2 separate regions of the Mus musculus genome follow, and region 2 is linked to region 1. A link is a contact called in public Hi-C data. All regions are on one chromosome and are shown on one strand. The core of a region is the stretch at or near the end of the contact, and the rest is flanking DNA. Distances in the headings are between cores, read along the strand shown. Region 1 has its middle 29 kb from the start of Gm24018. Region 2 holds the start of Yae1d1 (Yae1 domain containing 1).

Region 1 (4,223 bases), core at 911-3,410:
CTAATCCGTCTCCCTCTGAATCCTGGTGATTCTCTCTTCCTTTCTTCTATTTCTTAACCCCCACAATCTAAAAGCTCTGCCCCTCTCTCTCCATCCAACTATTGACTGTTGGCTCTTTATTGATCGAGCAAAAACCAATTGGGGACAAGGACCTTCAGCATTTGGACATGCAGATTCCCAATTAATTCAAAGCATTAGAACTAACCCCCAACAGTGAACAAGTTGTTTCTTGACATACACTCCTCAATGGGTCACAGCATATGGTAGACTAAAACCTCTAAAACTAAGCTAATGTCTTTCTATTTTATAAGATAAAAAAAAAATACAACTCAATAATGTGTCACAGTGGTGGCAAGATAACCAATATAGCCTCAGTGTAGGATTCTCTGAAGTAGGATGAATATATAATTCTCTGCTACCTTGAATTGTGAGACTTAATTAAATTTTTTTAAAAATGAAAGAAATGGAAACAAAAAAAGTCCATAGGCAACAGACTGACCAAAATATCTCTCTAACAACTACTGTATGTTGGGGAGGGTTTGGGTGAGAGCACCTAAGAGACATGCAGATGAGAATACGGGCTGGAATCTGCTTATGCTCTGGTTTCTGTATCACCCTTGTTCTTCACCAAGTATAGAGCATATTGCTTGTCTTGTTGTATTGTGGATGTTGGGTACCCAACGTGAAGGACGTGTGAATGTTGATCATTGTTGCTTTCACCTGGGCTTAGTCTGAGGAAACAGTAGCTGTTGGCAGCCTTCTTCTTAGAACCATGCTGGAAGGGCTGACTCAGACAGACATAGACCCACAGGGACGAGCTCAGGGGTACAATCATATCATATTGATGGGATTTGAGTCCTATATTCAACTTTATGGCAGGTTGTGGTGGTTTGAACGAGATTGACCACATAGGCACATATATTTGAATTCAGAGGCAGCTAATTTTTAAGGGTCTGAAATATGTGAGTATGTTTCACCATACACTCTCCAATCCTGGGCAGTCATGACCAGTGAAGCAACAGTACCTAGCAGGGTTCTTTTTATTTCAGTACTCCAAAAGTTGGCAGGTGTGCACTCTGTCTCCATGGCTGCCTAGCTTCTTCCCTTGGCAACGGCACCTGGATTCACCCTGATTTCCATCCTGAGCCTCTGATTCATCCCGGGTAGGCCTGTTTCCAAGTGATGATGATGACAAAGATGATGACGATGACAGCAACGATGATGATGACTGTTTCGGGCCACATTTGAGGATAAGTAGTCTCTTAGTCAGGAGCACAGGCTCCCAGGCCAGACTTCATAGGTTGGACCTCCCATTCACCCTCTGTTTGCTGTGTGACCTTGACAGTGCCTTGGAGCTCTACCTAGAAAACGAAGATAAAAATAGCAACGACTCGAGGGGATGATAGCGAGGATTAAGTAAGTTCAGATATAAAAGTACAGATGGATCTATAAATACCCTGTCCATAAAACTACACATAACGAACGTTTGCTATTCTTTTAATTCTGAATATGATTTGTGGCTCATTTATTGTGTAGCGAGTGCACATTGGAAACTATTCTCGGTCTCCAGATCTTTTGCATTCTTAAAGCCTAGAAGACATGCTTAATTTGTCAATAATTAGTTGGTTTTCTCGTCTCTTCATTTTGGACCCTTTGTATACTCTAGAGCGGTACCAAAAATGCGTCTGAAAAAAGATTATGATAGAAATATAGAAAATGTCTTCTCTCTATGTATATACATTAACATATAGGAATACACACACACACACATTTGGAGAAGTCAGCTTTCTGGAGATGCTTAAGTTTAATTTTCTAGTTGTCCATGAGGTGGCAGCACTGCTCTGTAATTTTGCTGGAGAGTATTGTCCACTCTCGCCCATTGACACAGACTGGCTGGCTTGTTTGGATTTTGAACATGGCTTCATAGATCTCAGATTATTTCACACCCTTATTTAGACTCAAGTTCATCACCAATGTGGACAAAGAACACTTTCCCATTGAATGATACTATTGTCTCTTCGTGGCTTGGAACACAATTTCAGTTTGGCCCAAAGTGTCTCAGACGTGGTCCTCAGGAGGGAGGCTTGTGTGCAGTGAACGCAGTGAAACAGGTCCTCCCAGAGGTCCTCGGACCTGACAGTCCAGGTTCGAGGTCAGGAGTGTCATCTTAGGAGACCAGTTCCTCACTTTCCTGCCCTGAGACCCACCCACCGCAGGAAAAGGATAGAGTGTGTCAGACCAACCTGGTGACCTCTGCTCTCCTGAGTTCCTTGTTTTTCCAGGAAGAAAAAGGAAAAAACAGAACATGCGATGTCAAAAGATAACAGGGGACTGGAGGGATGGCCCAGCGGCTCGTTTGCTTGCTGCTCTTGCAGAGGACAGTGTTCAGTTAGTTCCAAGCACCCACAAAAGGCCTCACAACTGTCTGTGAGTATAGTTCCAAGGGATTCCAGGCCCTTTTCTGACTTCCGTGGACTTCGACAGGCAGATGGTGCCCAGAAATTCAAGCAGGCTCACATGCACATACATAAAAAAAAAAAAGTTAATCTTTAATGAAACCAAACTAGGCTATATTCAGATCCCTTACAGCCATGTCAGTTTTTAAGCATCACGATGACGTCACTGAAATTCTATGCCCCAGCAGGTTTTTCCGGGTCTGGCTGACTACTTTCTTACACCTTTGTTTGGGTGGAACCTGTCACTGTAGAAAAATCTTTTGTTTAATTGAAGTCCAAGGGGATTTGTTCTGGGAAAACTTTTGGAGACAGAGTTATGGCGCCCTCTGGTGACTCATCGTAGGCATAACCATCCTGGTTTCCATTTCTGACACCAAACAATCCAGGTTTTGCTTTTTGAATCCTATGTGCGCTCACTTTGAGATTGTTAATTTTCACTTAATTTTGGGATCCCCAAAGTAGATGTTATGAGACTATTTATCAGCAACGTGTAATCAAAGCAGAATTGAAGAGGAAAAGGTGTCTAGAGAGCTGGTACCTGCAATCCTAGGCCCCTTACCCCATCCTTTTCTGGAAGATAGCATAAGTAAATGACTTTCTACCCAGTCGTACAGACCATGTCCTTTGAGGATTCTGCCTCCACCAAAGCTTTTGCCAGTGCCTTGTTTGATAGTGGTGCCAGGTCCTGCTCTTTATGCCAGGAAGTGTCACCAGTAGGTAACACACACTTTGCACAGCGGCCAGGGAGCCATTGCATCGACCTTGGTGGTACCCACAGCTGCATTCCTTATTTGCAGTCTTAAACATGCTGAATTGCAATCTTTAAAGTAGAGCTCACGTGTTTCGGAGAAATCCTTAAGTGACTGCCTAGCAAGCCAAAGTGTGGACATGACAAACTTGTGGATTTGGAAGGTGGATTCCAAAGGCAGGAATCAGTCTGCACGGTTTGCTTTTTTGGTTCCCGGAATGCACTTCAGTCTTTGGGTGTGCTCGGAAGTGCTCTACCATCATAATACATTCCTAGACCCAGTGTCTGTTATTCTTCTGCCATAAACACACTCTCTTATCAACCGCACTCTACCTCTGTAGGTCTCAGCAGTATTCTGGGTGCACAAGTGTGAACTTCCTCATTTTCTCTCTGAAAAATGCTTCCCAATTCTCCCCGTCCTTAACTGCAAATTCAGTGTTTGTAACCAGACTCTTCGTTAAGCAATGTTATATTTTTAAAGAAACAAGTTTAGTTGGGCATGGTTCTGCATGCCCTTAGTTCCAGCACTGGGGAAGCAAAAGCAGGCCGACCTCTGTGAGTTTAAGACCCAACCTTGGCCCCAGTCCCCCAAAGTATCTTTCGTCGCCTTACCCTAACGTCTACCCCTCATAGACTTTGTGAGACCAGCTTGAGCTGCTACACCTGGCTGGAGCCAAAAAGGAGCTGAGCTCCACTCCCGCTTGCATTACCTGCCACTCAGGCTGGTCCACTGGTTCTACAGGCTCTGACTGACACAGGGACCATTGCCTCTCTATCAGGCACACCTGACTGCTAAAAGAACCCTGGCTGGGTGAATAATCTCCACCTTAGCAGGGAAGAAATGTAGACCAGCAGACTTGGGAGGTTAACTATCTTTCTCTAGGAAAAGCCTTGCCGTTTTGTTTTGTTTTGTTTTGTTTTGTTTTGTTTTGTTTTGTTTTGTTTTGTTTTGCTTTGCTTTGCTTTGCTTTGCTTTGCTTTGCTTTGTTTTGTTTTGTTTTGTTTTGTTTTTTTGAGAC
Region 2 (4,223 bases), core at 991-3,490, 160 kb before region 1:
ATTAAAGGCCACAGTAGCTTTCCAATTAGATGCTTACAAGCTTACCCCTACTTGCTGCTTAGTATTAGGCTTTGCCCTGATAGCTATCCGGGGCTCCTCTCTCCACCAAAACCATCCTTCATGTCAGTGGTGAGCTGAGGGGCCTGAGCTAGCCCAAATAAAATAAAGACCCTGCTCTAAGTTACATCAGATTGGCTCCTGACTGGTTTTGTTTTGGTTTGTTTGTTTGTTTTGAAATGTCTAAACTTCCCTGGCACTACAACAGCAGAAGGGCCACAGCAGAGAAAGTTGAAAACCTGTTTTAAAATGCAGTAAGACAATTTGTGTGTGTGTGTGTGTGTGTGTGTGTGTGTGTGTGTGTGTATACACATACATATGTGCTTTCTTGTGAGTATTCAGGCGCAGGAATGTTAGGGTGCATGACAAAGGACAACTTCAGCATCATTTCTTAGGTACTATGCACCTTTGGTGAGGGGGGCTGGATTAGCTGAGCCTGAGTTTACTATTCTGGCTGACCAGAAAGTCCCAGGAATCCACTTGTGTCCACCTTCCAAGATCTGGAATTACAAACTCACATTATTACATCTGGCTTTTTTTAGTGTGCGGTATGGGGTTCTAATTCTTCTCTTCTTCCTTGCAATGTAATTATTTTACTGACTAAGCTATAGCTCAGATAGTTCAACTTTTAAAGGGTATATATTCATTGAAAGGTGTGGAGATGTCTCTCAGTTGGTGCAATGAATGCTGGAATCCTGTATCCAATCCCCAACACCACACAAACTGGGCATGCTGATGTACATCTGTAATCCTAGCACTCAGGAGTTAGACACAGAATAATCAGAAGTTCAAAATTATTCACACCCTCCTACATTTTTTTCGCTCTTTTTAATAAGAGGCAGGACAAGATTATCTGTTTTCTAATATTTATTTTTACTTATATGTGTATGTATTTGTATGCATGTATGCCATGTGTGCACAAGCACTTTTGGAGGCCAGAAGAGGGCTTGAGACTCCCTGGAGCTGGTGTCACAGGTGGTTGTGAGCCATCACCCAATTGTATGTAGATGCCCAGAACCAAGTTAACATCCCCCAGAAGAGCAGCAAGTGTTTGTAATTGCTGAGCCATCTCTTCAGACCCTGTCCTTTAGGGTTTATCATGCAAGGGTTGAGTTGGATTTTTTTTATTGCATTTGTTTTCATATGGTGTGTGTGTGTGTGTGTGTGTGTGTGTGTAGGTCAGAGGACAATTTGTAGGAGTTTAATCTCTCCTTCCATCACGTGGGTCCTGGTGATTGACACCGTTCCTGGGACTTTACCCACTGAGCCAACTCACAGAAGTTTTCTATCTTACTCATTTCAATCACTATTTCTATGGCTTCCTATACTGCCATTTTGCTTCTAATTAAGATCTCTATATACATACACCTTATCACATTTTATATTTGGTTTTATACATACATTTATAGGATACAAAATTCTCTCTGAAGATAAAAAGTAATAACTTTGTGTAGGGGATAACTTATTGACAGAGCATATATTCCTTATTGGCAAAACTTTTGCCTTCAGGACAAAAATGTAAAATAAACTAAAACAGTAACCTGTTTCCTCTTCCCTCACAATGATTACTTTTTTCATATCACTTACAGTCTTCAAACTATGAGTTACTTATAAGTATTGTTGGCTAACTGGCCGTTTCTACACTAATAGGAAGTCCATTGGGACTGAGAACTTTTATTCCTATAGTGCGCTGTCCCAAAATGATGAGTGATGCGAAATAGGTATTCAAAACAAATTGTCAGAAAAATTCAGTTATCACATGACAAAACAAGAACGCTACTGATGTGCAGTTCTTCAACATGAACTCCCAGCCAGAAGTTGCTAAATGCTTGAGCCACATTCCTTAACTCTCCTAGTCAAAGGCTAAGAGGGAAATTGCCAATGGACGCTGGTTTTACAAAAGTGTTCCCATTACTTAATCTCAAACCGATCCTAGAATCAGCTTTCACATTCTAAAGTTCTTGGCTGCACGTGGGCGTCCAATGCCTTCAGCACTTGCAGAAACTGAATCTCAGCCCTTGAATGGTGGGACTTAGCTTGCAGCACCCAGCTAGCCCCACGCTGCCCATCCCAGAGGCGTAGGAAGAGACCCAACCCTTAGCCTCCAAGCCGCAAGGGGAGCCGCACACGCCCCTCCGTCCCACGCCTTGTCCTTTCGTCCCGCCCCCCGAACCGGAAGCACTTGCCCGGGTTTCCGGCGGCTCCGGGACTCGTGGTGTTCCGGGCGATGTCTTGGTTTCGAGCGGCTCCGGAGAACGCGAGCCCTGGAGACCAGGACGTGTTTGACGAGGAAGCGGACGAGTCTCTGTTAGCGCAGCGGGAATGGCAGGGTCACATGCGGAAACGAGTCCAAGTAAATGGACGGGACGCGGGAGAAAGGGACTCCCAGGCGGGACCCGGGGGCTCCCTGGCAGGGGCACGCACGCAGAAGCCTGGGCGGAGGAGCGCGGGTCTCCGAGCCAGCGCGCTCCAGTGTTGCCGGGTCTTAAGAATCCTGGTTGTTTCTTGGTGCTCTTTCGGAGCCCCACCGGGTTTGGAGCAGGGACATTGACCCTACTCTACAACGTGAACTTTATTCAGTCCCTCAAGAGTGTGCAGTTTGGGGTCGGGGGAGCAGAGGAGGAGAAATGCACACCCACTAGGCTGATGGCCCGCAGAGAACGCAGTCACAGAGAGTCCAAAGTTAGGCGTGATGTTATCAAGGCTTGGAGAAGGGTGAACTGAGAATGTTGTCAAGGGAAGGTAAGGGGGAGGTAGAGAAGGGAATACTGTTCCAGCTTTACTTTAAATGCGTTATTCAATCCGGACCTGTCTTGCCATTCATTGAAACTTGCTTAGTACTATTTGGGTAGAATCGGCGCTTTTTCTGGGTGAGAACTACTTGCTAAGATCTGTCTCCACATGGGGGTGGATTCCAGAGTATAAAGACCTGCGTTCGATCCCTGGAACGTACTTTGTGGAAGGACAGAATGGGTTTCTGGAAGTTATTTTCTGACCTTCACGCTCAAGGAAGTAAATAAATGCCTCCCTCAAGAAAAATAAGTAAATATATGTTACTTAACTGTTTAAAAGATAAGAACTGCATCCACCCAATATACTAGCCATTAAATTACCCTCTTAAAGCTGCAGTTATGTCAACCCTAATTTAATGTTCCAGTAAGTTCATATTTGTTGAGCCCAGCAACCATCATATCATTACAAAAATACCATAGGAATCCAGGGCTAAACTAATAATAATAATAAGACAAATCTCTATGCCACAGTTTAGATTAGATTTCTAAAATCAGACTTCCTCTTCACTGTTCCTAAAATAGTTCCCTCTTCCCAGGCCTTGCCAGCCTCCTTATCTATCCTATTCTAGTCCGTTACCAAGAGACCAGACATGTAGTTTCCCATTTCTGTGAAGACCTTGCTAACACAGTTTTTAAAAAAAACATAACAACTGATATTTAATGTTTGCACAGTAACCCTAGATTTCCAAAGTGACTTCCCCGTGTGGCATCGAGGCATCTGCCTGTCATCGATTAGGAGAGTGAGGAAGGTAGGATAAGGAGCTCCAGGCCAGCCTGGAAAACATTTTAAAAAAATAAGACAGATCTGACAAGGAAAGATGAACCAATAATAAGATTTTAGGAGAAACATTCTGCTTTGGATTTATGTCTCTGCCATATCATAATTCAGTTAATATAGTACAAACCTAAATTTGTCTTCAAAATTGGTTCAGTGCTTTTCCTGAGAAGACTCACTTGGTGTCAGTTACAACTGGGTTTTTTCTTCTTTTTAGGAGGGTTACAGAGATGGGCTAGATGCCGGCAAAGCACTTACTCTTCAACGGGGCTTCAATCAAGGGTACAAAGAGGGTGCAGACGTCATTATAAACTATGGACTCCTTAGAGGAACACTGAGGTAATTTTAAAATTTTAAATGATGAATCATTTAGCCACAATTCTAATGAAGGTCTTTAATAGAGGTAATATGTAAAAATTCAGTGTTTAAAAGTGTTTTTCGGGGGCTGGTGAAATGGCTCAGTGGGTAAGAGCACCCGACTGCTCTTCCGAAGGTCTGAAGTTCAAATCCCAGCAACCACATAGTGGCTCACAACCATCTCTAACAAGATCTGACTCCCTCTTCTGGAGTGTCTGAAGACAGCTACAGTGTACTTACAT

What was found. Hi-C and Micro-C count contacts between places; a contact is called where the count stands out from the background.
Region 2: a Hi-C map of pancreatic cancer cells shows a contact between it and region 1, with 5 times the contacts expected there. The contact joins the promoter of Yae1d1 here to the enhancer-like site in region 1. A contact is called at or near these places in 22 of 39 promoter capture datasets (the 3T3-L1 cell line, 3T3-L1-derived adipocytes, the C10 cell line and 12 more), 10 of 15 datasets of contacts at CTCF or cohesin (CD8 T cells, the G1E-ER4 cell line, the NIH/3T3 cell line and 5 more), 177 of 484 Hi-C or Micro-C datasets (the 63-12 cell line, 8-cell embryo, the AML12 cell line and 88 more), 28 of 115 datasets of contacts at active chromatin or transcription factors (the 230-238 cell line, PVALB interneurons, SST interneurons and 14 more) and 5 of 9 other capture datasets (adipose tissue, embryonic stem cells, liver and 2 more).

What each region holds. Positions count from the first base shown.
Region 1 is chr13:17,836,283-17,840,505 of GRCm38.p6, reverse strand. No RefSeq gene overlaps it. Among named protein-coding and RNA genes, the nearest start is that of Gm24018, 29 kb to the right of the region's middle. Within about 2 kb of position 2,160, at least 32 of the 459 cell types and tissues checked have an H3K27ac peak or open chromatin away from gene starts, as enhancers often do. A contact at or near this core is called in the Ba/F3 cell line, hippocampal neurons, pancreatic cancer cells and 1 more, where this site is marked.
Region 2 is chr13:17,991,368-17,995,590 of GRCm38.p6, reverse strand. It overlaps Yae1d1 (Yae1 domain containing 1), which reads left to right and starts at 2,240. Exons shown (of 3, transcript NM_025904.3): 1 at 2,240-2,410; 2 at 3,842-3,963. The coding sequence starts at 2,285.